Linked DNA regions of Danio rerio: region 2 is linked to region 1. A link is a contact called in public HiChIP or PLAC-seq data. All regions are on one chromosome and are shown on one strand. Each heading gives the region's core, a stretch centred on a gene start, on an enhancer-like site or on the middle of the called end of the contact. The rest is flanking DNA. Distances are from core to core; before and after follow the strand shown. Region 1 holds the start of znf362b (zinc finger protein 362b). Region 2 holds the start of pax7b (paired box 7b).

The links. HiChIP or PLAC-seq counts read pairs in DNA pulled down with a chosen protein or histone mark.
Region 2: an H3K4me3 HiChIP or PLAC-seq map of embryo shows a contact between it and region 1, with 2.0 times the contacts expected there. The contact joins the promoter of pax7b here to the promoter of znf362b in region 1.

The regions. Positions count from the first base shown.
Region 1 is chr23:23,667,017-23,674,340 of GRCz12tu, reverse strand. znf362b (zinc finger protein 362b) reads left to right here and starts at 4,769. Exons shown (of 9, transcript NM_001089548.2): 1 at 4,769-4,847.
Region 2 is chr23:23,764,593-23,771,916 of GRCz12tu, reverse strand. It overlaps pax7b (paired box 7b), which reads right to left and starts at 3,472. Exons shown (of 9, transcript NM_001146149.2): 1 at 2,958-3,472; 2 at 1,828-2,063; 3 at 1,442-1,586; 4 at 1,027-1,155. The coding sequence starts at 3,042. LOC141380486 (a long non-coding RNA gene) reads left to right here. Exons shown (of 7, transcript XR_012398481.1): 6 at 1,857-1,956.

The sequences.
Region 1 (7,324 bases), core at 3,520-6,019:
TTCAAAAAAGAGTAGGGGTTTAACCCCGGCATCCTGGCCAAATCTGCCCACTGGCCTCTGTTCATCAGGGCCTCCTAATCATCCCCATATTCCAATTGGCTTCATCTCTGTCTCCTCTCCACCAATCAGCTGGTTTGTGGTGTGCGGTCTGGCGCAAAATGGCTGCTGTCGCGTCATCCAGGATGCTGCACACTGGTGGTGGATGAGGAGATCCCCCCCCCATTGTGTAAAGCGCTTTGAGTGCCCAGAAAAGCGCTATATAAATGTAAGGAATTATTATTATTATTATTACAATAAGATTATTATGCCTTGGAAAAAGCTCAGATGATGGTGTCAAGGTTTTGGAAGTTTCTGATTGGCTAATTGACAACATTTGAGTTAATTGGAGGCGCAACTGTACAATAGTATTTAGGAAAACCTCAAACACACTGCTACCTTTTGTGATAACATGGGAAAATCAACAAGCCAGAATCAACAAGGCAGATTACAATTTGCTAAATTACACTGGGGAAAAAGAATAATGTTTGGAGACATGTCCGGTGGTCTGATGGAACTAAGTCTGAACTGTTTGGCCATAATGACAGTGTTACATTTGGAGGACAAAGTAGAAAGCTTACAAGACTAGGAACACCATCTCAACTGTGAAGTATTGTAGCGGCAGCATCATGTTGTGAGGCTGTTTTGCTGCAGGAAGGACTGGTCCATTTCACAGCAAAGATGGAAAGAAAGAAAGAACATTATGTAGAAATACTGAAGCAACATCTCAAGACATCAGCCAGGAAATTAAAACTTGGACACAAATGGGTCTTCCAAACAGACCATGATCCTAAGCATACTGTCAAATTAGTTAAAATGTGCTTTAAGGACAACAGAGTAAATGTTTTGGAGTGGCCATCACAAAGCCCTGACCTCAGTCCTATAGAAAATTTGTGGGCAGAGTTGAAAACGCATGTGCGAGAAAAACAGCCGAAAAATCTGACTCAGTTACACCAATTGTGTCAGGAAGAATGGGCCAAAATTCCTTCAAACTATTACGAGAAGCTTGTGAAAAGATACCCAAAACATTTGACCAAAGTTATACAGGTGAAAAGCAAAGCTAAAAAAATTAACAAGGAAAAGTATGTCAACTTTTGACTGTCTAGAAATTAATAAACAAATTCTCCAAAAAAAATTCTTTCATTATTCTGGCATTTAGCAAATATAAATCATTTAGGTAATCCTAACAGACCTAAAATAGTAAACATTTAATATGATTTACCATCAGACATTTTTTTAAATGGCTATGTTCCCTTTTTAGAGTCAAGTTTACATACGATAAGATTATTATGCCTGTAAACTTCTGGTTTCAACTGTACATTGACTAATGAACATGGGACTTTGTTTTTCTCATATTTTTTATGGTCTGAAAAAGAAAGAAGGGCATAAAACATTAGAACAACACCAAGATGAATAGTATGCCACATCAGTGAATACAATACACAGTTTATAATAAAAAACTAGCTATATAAACTAACAAAACTAACTGTACAGTAATAAAGAACTCTGTTGTGGTACCAACCACATATTGGTATTTTACAGAATGACTTTTTTGCATTAACTTTGAAGTTTATGATTCACCCTTTGTGGCTTTCAACCTGTGATGTGCAGATTAAACACTGAACTTCCACCACCACACCAAGCCTGTGAGCATGACCTATGTCAATGAAGATACATACTAGAAAGATCTAATCTATCGTCTGTTTGTAGGACTTGTGCAGTTTTCAATCTTCAAACACTCTATCCAACATTAATTATGGACATTTATACTATATAAGAATAATATGGCCTTTATAACCAGTTATAACCTCACATTCTATTCGTTTGGTGATGCTGTTAGTGTGAAAATAATGATACGATGCAGACAGACTAAATCAGCCTTATCATATAACAGTCCACCTAAACCGTTACAATGTACAACTAATCAGTGTTGAGTAAGTTACTTTTGAAAGTAATCTATTACAATCTTGCTGCTTTTATTGAAAATAGTAACTAAACGTGTTACTTAGTTTAATTTTAAGGAAAGTAATGTGAAGGTACAGCTGAAGTCAGAATTATTAGCACCACTTTAATATTTTTTTCTTTTTTAAATATTTCCCAAATGCTGTTTAACAGAGCAAGGACATTTTTACAGTATGTGATAATATTTTTCTCTAGAGAAAGTCCTATTTGTTTTATTTTGGCTAGAATGAAAGAAGTTTTAAATTTTAAAAAGCCATTTAAGGTCAGTATTATTAGTTCTCTTAAACAAAATTTGCTTTTGATTGTCTACGGCAGTTGTTGCTAAAGTAGGGCTCGCGGTACAATGAGTGGGGGTCGCTTGGTGGTTTCCAAAAATCAAATTCATTTTAATAAAATATTTGAATTAGGAAGTAGGAATTACCATATTTTATTCATAAGCTACAGAACAAATAGTAGTTAATAGTTTAGTCATAGTTCATTGGATTCTGACTCCTGGGGTGATTACATTTTATTAAAGACACAGACAATAATGTCAGATGCAGAAAATTGATTTTATGGCAGCAGGTTAAACTTTCTGATACCTTTATGGCACTCACATACATTAAATATAAATACAGGCCATGACTGAACATAGAGGATGGTCTCCAAAATTACACTGAGAATGAGACTACATGCAACATTTGTATATTTATGCAGGATAGTCGGGGCCGTGAGTCACTGGGATTGTTATTTTGGAGGCCGGGGGTTAAAGTTTGGGAACCTCATGATCTGCATCATCATACATGACTTGCCTAATTAGCCTTGCCTGCCCTAGTTACCCTAATTAACCTGGCAAATGTCATCATGGCAAAGATAAAATAAATGAGTTACTAGAAATGAGTTATTAAAACGATTATGTTTAGAAATGTGTTTAAAAAAACCTCTCCATTAAACAGAAATGAGGGGGGGGGGGTGTAAACAGGGGGGCTAATAATTCAGGGGAGCTATTCTGACTTCAACTGTATGCGTTCTGTTATTTTTGCTTATTATAAAGATTGTAATATATTACTTTGAAAAAAAAAACTTTAACCAACATCACAATTTTAAGGGATAATTCTTTCATCATTTACTCAGCCTTTAGTTTTTCCAAACCTCAAGTTTATTTCTGCTGTTGAACACGGAAATTATATTTTTTTTAAATCTGAAAACCTGCAACAATCGACTTCCATATTTGTTTTTTTTTTTTCAATAAGAAAGTCAGTAGTAACAGTTGTAACAGGTTTCAAACATTTATCAAAATATCTTCTTTTGAACTCAATAGAACAAAGGAAATCATAAAGGTGTGGAACATTATGTCAGAAACATACACTATCTGTCCCTGAAATAAAAACATAAATACAGTGAATAAGAAATGTTGCATCCCAAAAATGTTTAAAATGTACTGATGGTTGATTTCTGCCAGTTGTTCTGTAAAGGAATATGTCATTCATTTGCTTCTCAGATTTTTGTTCTTTATTAAAAACACTTTACAATTTACAAATTATTGTCCTTGTCCTCAGCCCAATTAAACCAACAGCTTTAATAGTTTTGTAATGCTAAAAACTTATTCAGAAATAGCAAGTTTAAGTTATTATTCACATCAGTTGATTATAAGCTTGAAATTATAAATACATTCTACAAATAAATACTACTAATGTGTATATATATATATATATATATATATATATATATATATATATATATATATATATATATATATATATATATATATATATATATATATACAATTTTTACAATTGTCGTGTTTCATGTTTCTGTCAGTCTTGTCACATTTGAATTAAATTTAACATAAAATACTTGCAATAAGGCTACTCAGAAGTAATATAATTTGATGGAGGAGAAGCTGACAGGGGTCAAGGATACGTTCTATCATTGAATTGTATGATTTTATGCTTGTTTTTGTATGTTTTTTTGAGGAGGACAAGCTGAAGTCAAGCCCTTTCACATTTTTTTACAAATGAAAATGCACATTTGTGGTAGAATGCCCCATATGTAACCACCTGAAGGAGAGATAATAGTGAGTAAAAATTAATTTTGGGTAAAGCATCCCTTTAATCTACAGGATGGCCAATTATATGGACACACCTTAATAAACTTTTTGGGAATTTCACAAGAAAAACAATGGTGCACTTGGTTCTAAATGTAACTTCATTCTTTCATGAGTTATTTACAAGCCCTCTTTCATATACTGTACTAATGTGCCACAAACAGGACGTTAATATCACCAACCATTCCCATTTTATTAAGGTGTATCCATATAAATGGCCCACCCTGTAGGTTATCTTGCTCAATGAATTAAAATTATAGACATGGTTTTATAGCCTAGTAATAACTATATAAGCCTGTTGAAAAAAAAAATGTTAGATGAGGATAGTCAGTTTTTCTACTTGTCATATTTCACATTCAGTCAGTGTGCTGCTTATTTGTAAATATTCGGAGAGAAAATTGCCTCCACACGAAATCTCTGTTCAGTAAAATAATCTAAATCTGATTGCTGTATCATCATTTTTGGAAAGTCTCAATTATGTTGTCTGTAAATGTCTTATAAAGAGAAACACGTTTTAGATAATGCAAACAGATGACGTGCGACCGATTCCTTCGACCTAGAAGTGATGACTGAATCCGCGTGAGACAAAAAAGCATCATTTGCAGCAGCTAAAAATGAGGGATTTTTGGTGAACGGCACCCAGAAGTGAACAGCCTGACCCGGAAGCTGTGCTGTCTGGAGGCACATAGAGAACATCCAGCCTCTTCTCTGCTTTATAAAAGACTCTTCTGCGAGGAAAAATACCCTGACATCGATATAACAGGTTTGTGCTCTCGTGTCGTTTTTTTCCTTTTTCCTCACACTGAGATGTCTTGCACGTTTTCTGTTTTGTACGACAGATAACAGTTTGACGGGCGCGATTTATCGCCTTTGATCTACCACAGGTTGCACAAAGCGAAATATAACATTGGAAATTGCTGCATGTCAGTGCATTTTTACATGCATGTGCTTATGATGGAAACGTGCATGCGTTATAGCGCTGTTATTAAGCGATCGGGGCGGCAGATGTTGTAAATCTGCACAGCCGTGCGCAGCCTTTCGCCAATTGTAAGACATTTTGCACGGCATGATTGTCGGAAGTGTCAGCTTTTTTTCAAGGGGGGCCGGGCAATTCAAAGGTGCTATTCTTCATAAACAAACACACACACAACCATATTACCGCAAACATCTCGTCTGATCGATCGGTCTCTCCTTGAAAAAACGGACCGATTAGAGTGTGAATTTTTCGGGCTCTGCAGAATATGGCGTCCTTATGAAAATATAACAGGCTGCCATTTTTGTTTTTTTCTTTTGTCTGAAATGTTTTTGGTGAAACTGTGCAGGAATGAGTCGGAGGCTCTGGTTGACCAGCAGATTGAGAGATAACGATGTTGCTAAAGTTTTCTGACAGTTGTTTTTCTCCACTGATGCGTCAGAATTGCTACTTTAGATCTTACTGTTATGCTCTTTTTCTTTAAAGAAAAAAGGGGACTTTTGGATTCTTTCAGAATTCAGACATTTTCATCATAAGCTATTGAAATCACCATAAAATGTCTGAAAAACTGTTATTAGCTTATTAAACTCGAGACAGTGATACGGCAAATATTACAAATTCTCACACTTCACATGGGCTGATGATGACTCATTTGTTGGCAGACAAAAATAAAATGTGATCATCATGGTAACCACCAAAGTCAGAAATTGGGCAAATTAACTGAAATTTTAAAACTGTTGATGAAAATGTTTCATTGTACTGTTTGGATATTTTTTAGAAAGTCTTTATTTACCTTTTGGGAGATTGTTTAAGTTATATTTATTTTCATTTTACAACTCAGTCACTTTCTATAGATATTGCAAAGTTTTGCAACATCTCCAGATATGCACATCAGTATATCATAATGCTTGTAACACTGTTTAACAATAATTCATATTTTTACAGAACTCTGACGGTTGGGTTTAGGGTTGGGGTAGGCGTTAATAAAATAAAATGCATTGGGTAATTTAAATAACATAAATAAAACTCGACAACATTTGTTTTTACGTGACGGTTGGGTTTATGGTTGGGGTAGGTGTAGCTGTTAATAAAATACAACTAATGGGAATTTTAATAAATAAAGTCATTTCCGTTTAACATTTTAACACTGTTTCAGTACTGTATACTGTGATGGTTAAAGTTAGGGTAGGGGTTGGCATTTATAAAAAACAATTTATTGGGTAAATTAATAAATAACATAAAACTCGGTACAACAACTGTTTTTACATTACTGTGACGGTTGGGGGTAGGGCTAGGTAGGTTGTTGCTAGATCAGATATGGTTGTGGTCAGAAGTTAACGAAAATGATTTATATTATTTATTAAATTTTCCATTTATTGTATATTATTGTACCCCAACCATCACAGTAACATAAAAACAGTAGTTTTACCGAACATTATTTATGCTATTTATTAAAGTGCCCAATAAATTGTATTTTTCAACGCCTACTTGGCTGTGTGATTAATTGAAATCAGATCGCAATCGTAATTTGAAACGTTGCGATTATTTATCGCAAGAGGCTGCAATATGACATGATGTGTGTATATATATATATATATACACACACACACATATACATACATATATATAATTTAATTTCCCCCACCCAGAGCAAATGCACGACTGCAGTCTGTGTGTGACAATTGTACTAGCCAGTTAAGTGACCACACTTTCGCTTTGCCCAATCAGAGTTGTGTAACCAAACTAGGCAAAACGCCCACAATAATAAAATAAAACAAACAGGAATGCGCAGACAAGTGGGATAATGCTGCTCCAGAAACATTAATAGACAAATTAATATATTTATATTTTAGATTTGAAAGTCACAAACACTGAACAAAAACAGGTAATTTTAAAGAGCTTTTGCAGAATTGTTGCCACGCTTAAGGATTATTGAGCTAAAAAAAATGAAATCATAAATCAAAATTTTACTCGCAATATGTAAAAAAAAAAAAAAAAAATTGCAATAAGATATTTTCCCCAAATCACACAGCCCTAATGTCTAGCCCTACTCTAACCCTAAACCGTAACAGTAATGCAAAAAATGTGTTATTGTTAAGAGTGTCAAAATGCTGCTATATTGATCTGCATATCGCACTTCAGGTCATCCACGTACCCTAACTAGACTCTACCTAGGGGGTAAACGTTAATAACATACAATTAGTAGGAAACTTAATAAATAATAAAAATAATTCTCGTTAATTTCCTGCCGCAGTCATATCTGATCT
Region 2 (7,324 bases), core at 2,223-4,722, 99 kb before region 1:
CGAACCGATCACTCCCTTCCTCTAAAGCACCTCTCTAAACGTCAGCTAGGAAACACAATAGTGATTGCAAAAAGAGCAGTGGGCATTTCCAAACAAGAATAAAACATTTTGCACCCTCCAAATCTCATTCTATTCCAACAGACGATTCCATAATATTACAAAACTATCTACCAGCAGGGTGTATTGAATAATTCATCTCTCTATAGTTCCCCTCTTGGCCTTTTGTTAAAAGTTTTTTCCCCCTTTTTCGGACTTTTGAATGTGAAAAGAAGCGTTCATTCCTTCTTTCGAAGCCTTGCTTTTACGCTTTGCTTTGTAGCAGATTCCTCGCTCCAAAAGAGCTTCACTGAAGCCGAGATTTGAAGTTCATCTTCAAGTGGAAAAAGACTGTCATAAAACGTTTTGTAGTAGACTATTGCTTAAACTACACAAACTATTCGATAGTTGTCTTTTGGTGTACAATTATCTTTCGAAATATAGGCCTTACACATTCTGGACACAAATAAGGTAAATTTATGTAGGCTGTAAACATAGATAAAATCGAAAAAAAAATCGAAATGACCTAAATAAATACATATACTGTTACTCCTTGCCAGATGGAATGGTCTGTTAACGTGCGAATAAGCGTGCCAAATTATCGCGAGAACCATCGGGCAATCTTGAACTTATGGTCTGTAATTGATATTGATTGCCACATCGGTCATCTGTCAGTTACCGTTTTCAAGGGACCGTTTACTCAGCGTCAAATGAATCTGTTGTACAAATAGATCAAAGCCTAAATACCATCCGTCAGAGCCAATATAAATACACATTAAATCAAATGCCTAAATGACAGTTGAACAAGCAGAGAAATCGCATGCGATAGATGCTGAGCACAGACACAAAAAGCACACACCAATTTATGGTGCCAATTTAAAGACTTAACAGATACTACATAAAGTGGTGCGCAATAATTATTTACTCAAGTAGCTATTTGACTTTTCACCCCATCCAATCAGAATAAATTGTAAAAATAATTTAGCCTACCTTTGTCTCCCAGAATGCCGTCAATACTGTGTTTCGTTTTTTTCTCTCCAGTGTCATCTTTTTTGTCACAATCATCCTCGTCGTCTTTTTTGCCGAAACGCGCACGAAGAACCCGGCTGATAGAACTTACTGATGGGATAATAAAAAGGAAATACAATGAACAAAATAAAATAATAGCTAATATTCAAAAACATAACATATACATGCAAAATAAATACATCACCTATGTATGTTTGTAATTAATATAGCCCAAATAGGTTTTTTATATAATTATTAGTAAATAATAAAAATAATATTTATTAAGGTCATTTTATTTTCAATCAAGTTTCCTTAATTGTGTACAAAATGATCGTGACCGAAATTTAACTCCAGATCTGACATGTGATGTGGACATGATAAAAAAGGGGCTGCTTACCAGATGAGGCCTCACCTGAGGGAACTGTACTTCTGTCACACACCCCGTCCTTCAACAGTTTGTCTCGGATCTCCCAACTAAACATGCCGGGATTTTCGCGCTTGTATTCCTCAATTCGTTTTTCCACGTCAGGTGTTGCCACCTGCTTTTGTGTTTGATTTAAAAAATACGAAGATATAGGGAAACAGAAAACAAATATGGGCGAGGGGGGGAGAAGACAGAAAAAACAAAAGTTAGCACCAATTTTATATTTATGTACTTTTGTTAATAGTTTAATTTCCTTCAAATAGTAGAATGAACTTCCCATTAAAACTATTATAAAAGACTACAAATTACAGAATGTAATAAGCTAGTAAAATTAACAACAACAACAACAAAACACTTACTCTAGGTTTACTTCCTCCTATTGCTCCAGGACGGATTGAGCCAGTTTCTTGATACCGGCAGAGGATTTTGGACACGCAGCCATGGGAAACGCGAAGCTGTCTTGAGATCACGCAGGGACGGATGCCGTGGTGAGCCATTTCAACAATTTTGTGGCGGATATGATTTGGCAAAGGCCTGCCATTGATGAATACACCGCCAAGCTGATTCACTCGACCTTGGCCCAAAGGAGTTGAAACTGCAGTAGAAAAATGGGAATTAAATCTAACTTTGACCAATGCTTGCATTAAATTTCAGACTTAAATTTTACACTCATAAATAACAATTAGGCCTACTATTTAAATGTAGGATTAATAAAAAATATTTTAAAATATATCGTATTTAATTGGTATGACAAATAGGAAAACAATTAAATACAATTAAATGGAATCATAAACCTGCTTTGTTACAAAATGCAATAAAATAATAATGGGATATTTTTATTTAAAACAAAATAATATAGTTTAAAACAAAAAAAAGTATGATTTACATCAAACTTTAAGCTTTTGTCGTTCAACATTCTCATGCGAAGTGAGATAAAATAATTATTCTTCCTGTCAATAAATGAACTAAATTAACCAGAGAATTCTGTTAAATAGAAATGAAAATAATTTCTTCAGTGGACCTCTCGGCCTGGATGCGTCCTACTTCATTATCCGCAGTGCTGTTGTATAAATATTAGTATGCTATTATCCTTTGTGCATTCTGGATTCACTTCACCACTAGATCATTTCAACAAATCCTACACTGACAGGCAGGCTTAGTGTTTGGACGTTTTATTTGACCCACTTAAATACTAACCTAATGGCCTTGTAAAAAGTTTTTTTTTCGCATGCAAGGAATATGCGCAAGCTTTCTGAACAAAACATAAAATGCAATAAAGCCACAAAAAATCGACACAAGTAGGCCTATATATTTCAAGCTTTCCGACGCGAAAACTCAATTTTGGACTTCTGCTTAAATCAACTTTTCTTAAAACAGGCCTGTTAAAATCGTGTAGTGTTAAAATGTTTTTTAGAGCTGCCATAATTTACAACAATAAATGACTTATAACAAAAAAAAATAAAAATCACCCTACACCCGTCCAACCAACCTTCCAAGGGGAATCCGGTGCGGGGATAGTTCTGTCCTGGAGCCGGTCGCATCATTCGCGGTACTGTTCCCGGTAAGGATGACATTCTACTTGAATAAATGACGAGGCACAATGAGGCTGATGTTTAAACTGAGAAAGCAAGTCCAGACTTGTTGATGAATGTTTCCTTAATGACTAAAAATGAACAGAAGTCCAATCTTCACCAAAAACAGAAAAAATTTAAAAATGTTATCCAGCCAGACTATTGCGGGGATGTGAAACCTCCAAAAAATCAAACACAGATAAACTGTCGTTTCGTGCGGAGGGGGTCATGAGCAAAATAACTACCGCAAGAACAAGATGCAGCGCGCGCCAGGGAGGGGGTACTCCAAACGCTCTCGAGTGAACAAAGGTTACTTAATTCTTTGCAGTGTTTTCTTAAAAGGTCTGATAGTTTTGGTTGACAAAGTCTGCTTAGGGGTTGGGAGTAGTTGAAGTGGATAACTTTAGCGCGCGGTGTAGGAGGGGTGTCGTGCGCACCGATAGGCTCTCGCAGTCTTCTTTTATTCATGTGGGCATGGAGGGGAACGAGCAAGTTTTTTTTCGACCAATCACAAAAAGCAGAGGGTAAGACCAACACGCACGCACACGCGGAGTGCCTTGCTTTTTATTCACTCCATCAGACCTTTGAGCACAAAACAATGCCAACGTTTGATTGATCGATTTCTATTTAGATAGCAAGGCCTAAAAGTAATACACGCTATCAAACTGCACTTCTTTATATAATTATATCATTTAATTCTATTTTGTCATATAAGAATCTATAGATACATGTGTTTTGTTCATAGCCTCTTAGTGTACAACTACAGCATTGGCCTTGTATTCCATTAAACACAATTGTGAAACTCAAATAGATGTTTGAGGAACAAAAGAAGGCGCAGAGGTTCTTGCACCAGTCGGTCGATTAAAACACATTTTGTGTTTGTGCTAATTAATTCTTATGTTATACAACCGCATAGAATTTTAAAATACAGATAAGCTCAATGTTCCCAGTAGGACTTTTTAAACCGGGAATTGCTTAAGTAGCGCAATGATCTACTTTAACAATTTCTTAAACATTTAACCAAATGTCTAATAGAAAAACCAAAGCAAGTTCGTTAGTTTTACAAAACGAATAAATATGGCATGTTTACAGAATTGGTGTAGCGAATAACCAAAAACCTCAATTAAATGATTACTGGACATTATTTAAATGCCAAAATTAACAACATTATAAAGCAAAAAAAGCGATTTCAAAAAAATGTTCGGCTGATGAACAGGAGACACCCCTAAATTTTTTTCATTAATATATATATATATATATATATATATATATATATATATATATATATATATATATATATATATATATATATATATATATATATATATATATATATGAAAGCGTTATAAGCATTGCATTTACATCCAAATATTAAAGTATAAAATATATCTAAAATATGAAATGTAAACTGAAACAATTCAGGTGATGCATAACAAATTCATCGTCAGTCAGCATAGATTGACTGTCTAAATCCCAATCTACTGCATTTATGTATAAATTAGGGAGATGATTAACTATTGCCAAAACTATGATTGGCAGCGAACATCAAACACTGGAATCCAACTTAAGACCAGACAGGCAGTAATGACTTGAAAGCTAGGCTTTGTTGTTAACAATGGCATCGTTAATTTGTGTGCATTGCTGGTTAATATATACTTCCACATGACTAAGCATGTCACTTCCCAAGGGACCAGTAGCTCGAATGCCTTTGTGGTCTCAAACAGACGTCGGGGTGAAGCAAGGCACAACTGCTGGTGGCACGAGTTTTTGGGGCAACTCGAGCAGACTTCACCAAATCAGACTATAAAGGCTAAGAAAATGCATTTAAATTTAGCTACTCTGGGAGAGTTGGACACAATCATCATTTCAATTTTCACATTGCTCCCACCAACATGTTTTTTTTAACAAATATAAAGAAATGCGCAAATGCAATATTTTAAAATTCGTTCAACAATATTGAAAACTGATTTTTAGTAAATAATTGATTATTAAAAAATAACAATACAATGCAAACCTAGACTACAAATTATTTTTACCCTCAATTTTGTTGCTCGTGTGTCCATTAAACGTCATAAAACAACAATAAAACTAAAAGCAAATTATTTCCTTAGGACCTTTCTTTGACTTGTTTCCCCAGAATAAATAGGATCTAGACCAAACGATTTCATTAGAGTGACAGTAGAGTGTAATAATTCATAATAAATAAATAAAAAATTATGGTGATGAATATTACTACTATTAGGCTACTACTACTACATGCGAACAGAATCCAAAACTTTATTAAAATAAATAAATAATAATAATAATCTACTAGAATTAAATTAAAATAAAATGAATAATTTGAATAAAATAGAAAATTTAAAAAATAGAAATAAATTGCATTTATAAAACATTACATTAATGAGTAGAAAACTAATGTAATACTGTAAATGAAAAGAAACCATTTAGACCCATTTATAACATTGATTATTTATTTCAAATATTGGCGCTTAATTATAAAATAAATTATACATGTCTTTTACATTAAGGATAAACCTTAACCAAAAAAACGTATGCAAATATGTAGGCTACGTGTGAAGATTAACGTGACAATTTCTAGTCAAATGAAAAAAACGACATACAGGTGTTCGTTATGTTAATGAAATAAATTAGGACTTGCCACTAGATGGCAATGAAGAATCAAAAATGTAAACCCTTCACTCTATATCCAACATACAGTCAAAGCAAAAATTGTTGACTTTATAACACACACAAGCTGAGATATCTGCAATCTGTATGACGTGTAATGTGGCAACTTTACACTTTATTGTGAATTAAATTAGTTATAAATTATTATTATTATTATTATTATTATCGTATCATAGTATTTCCCATATTGAAGAAGATCAAAAAAAGTGAAATTGCAATGCTGTATATCGGGAGCATGAAAACAAGAGAAAGAGAGAGAGAGAAAGAGCGAGCGAGCAGGTGCACAGATCACACAAACCCCAGCAGACTAAGGTTGAGTTCCACATGACACTTTCAGCATCGGCCAGAAAAACATTGCAGCTGGAAGCGTTTAAGGGTGTTAAATCACTGGCTTGGTAATGGCATTTTGTCCTCATACATCACTGAGAGCAAAGAATGTCTGTAAGGTAGATCAGTCTCTCACAGGCATTCCAAATCACTGCAAATGCAGCCTTTACAGGTATAGTCAGAAATGTGAAACATAATTTGTTAAAGGTATTACAGACTATATAGGTGAATAGGGTAGGCTAAATTGTCAGTAGTGTTTGTGTGTGAATGAGAGTGTATGGGTGTTTCCCAGTGATGGTTGTGGCTGGAAGGGCATTCCTGCATAAAACGTGCTGAATAAGTTGGCGGTTTATTCTGCTGTGGCGACCCCTGATTAATTAAAGGACGAATACGAAAAGAAAAAGAATATATATACAGTTTCCAACAGAAGAAACTCATGAGAAAACCGAAAGGTCACAAAGGTATAAATGCTTAATAGTACTATGATATTCAGCAATTATGCAATAAACTGATCAAAAGTGACTGTAAAGACGTAATAATATTACAATAAACTATTTTAAATTCTAATATTGTAACCAAATTGCTGTATTTACCATTTTGATCAAATAAATACGCCCTTGTTAAGCACAAGGAAAATTCAAAAACACGCACACGTATATAAAAACAAGGCAAGTTGATCTAAATTCTGATTGGCTGATTGACATTTTAAGATTTTGACTCATTTTCAAAAGATAAAATAATAATAATTAAAAAAAAACAGAAATCCTCTCTAATAATTCTCTAATGCATTAGTCTGTTGTCAATAGAGGCTCCTTTTTGTCCTTAAACTTAGTTTTGGTGCTATAGTTTCACTATAGTAAATGTTTCTTTATATATGGCTAAATGTGTATTATACATTTAATTCTTCCAAAAATATATAGATTTTTGTTTTTAGTTTAACTAACTATTCACAGTATTTTCTGCACAATGGATAGCTATAATAAAAGAGATTCAAAATTCCCTCAGTAAATTAGTTTCGTTGACTATATTATGTAAAAAATAAATGTAACCAAAAATCTGAACCCACATGACTTCATCAAGTGTTGAGATCTGTATGCTACAAAGTCAGAAAATTTGTGCAAACTTCTGTAAATAAAGCCATTCTGCATATATAAACATAACAAAACAGAAAAAAAAGCAATACAAAAAAACAACAGCAGGCATTTCATTCTTTCACACTATTCACCTGCAATGGTTTGCCTTAAAGCTGTAGCCTATTATAACACATACC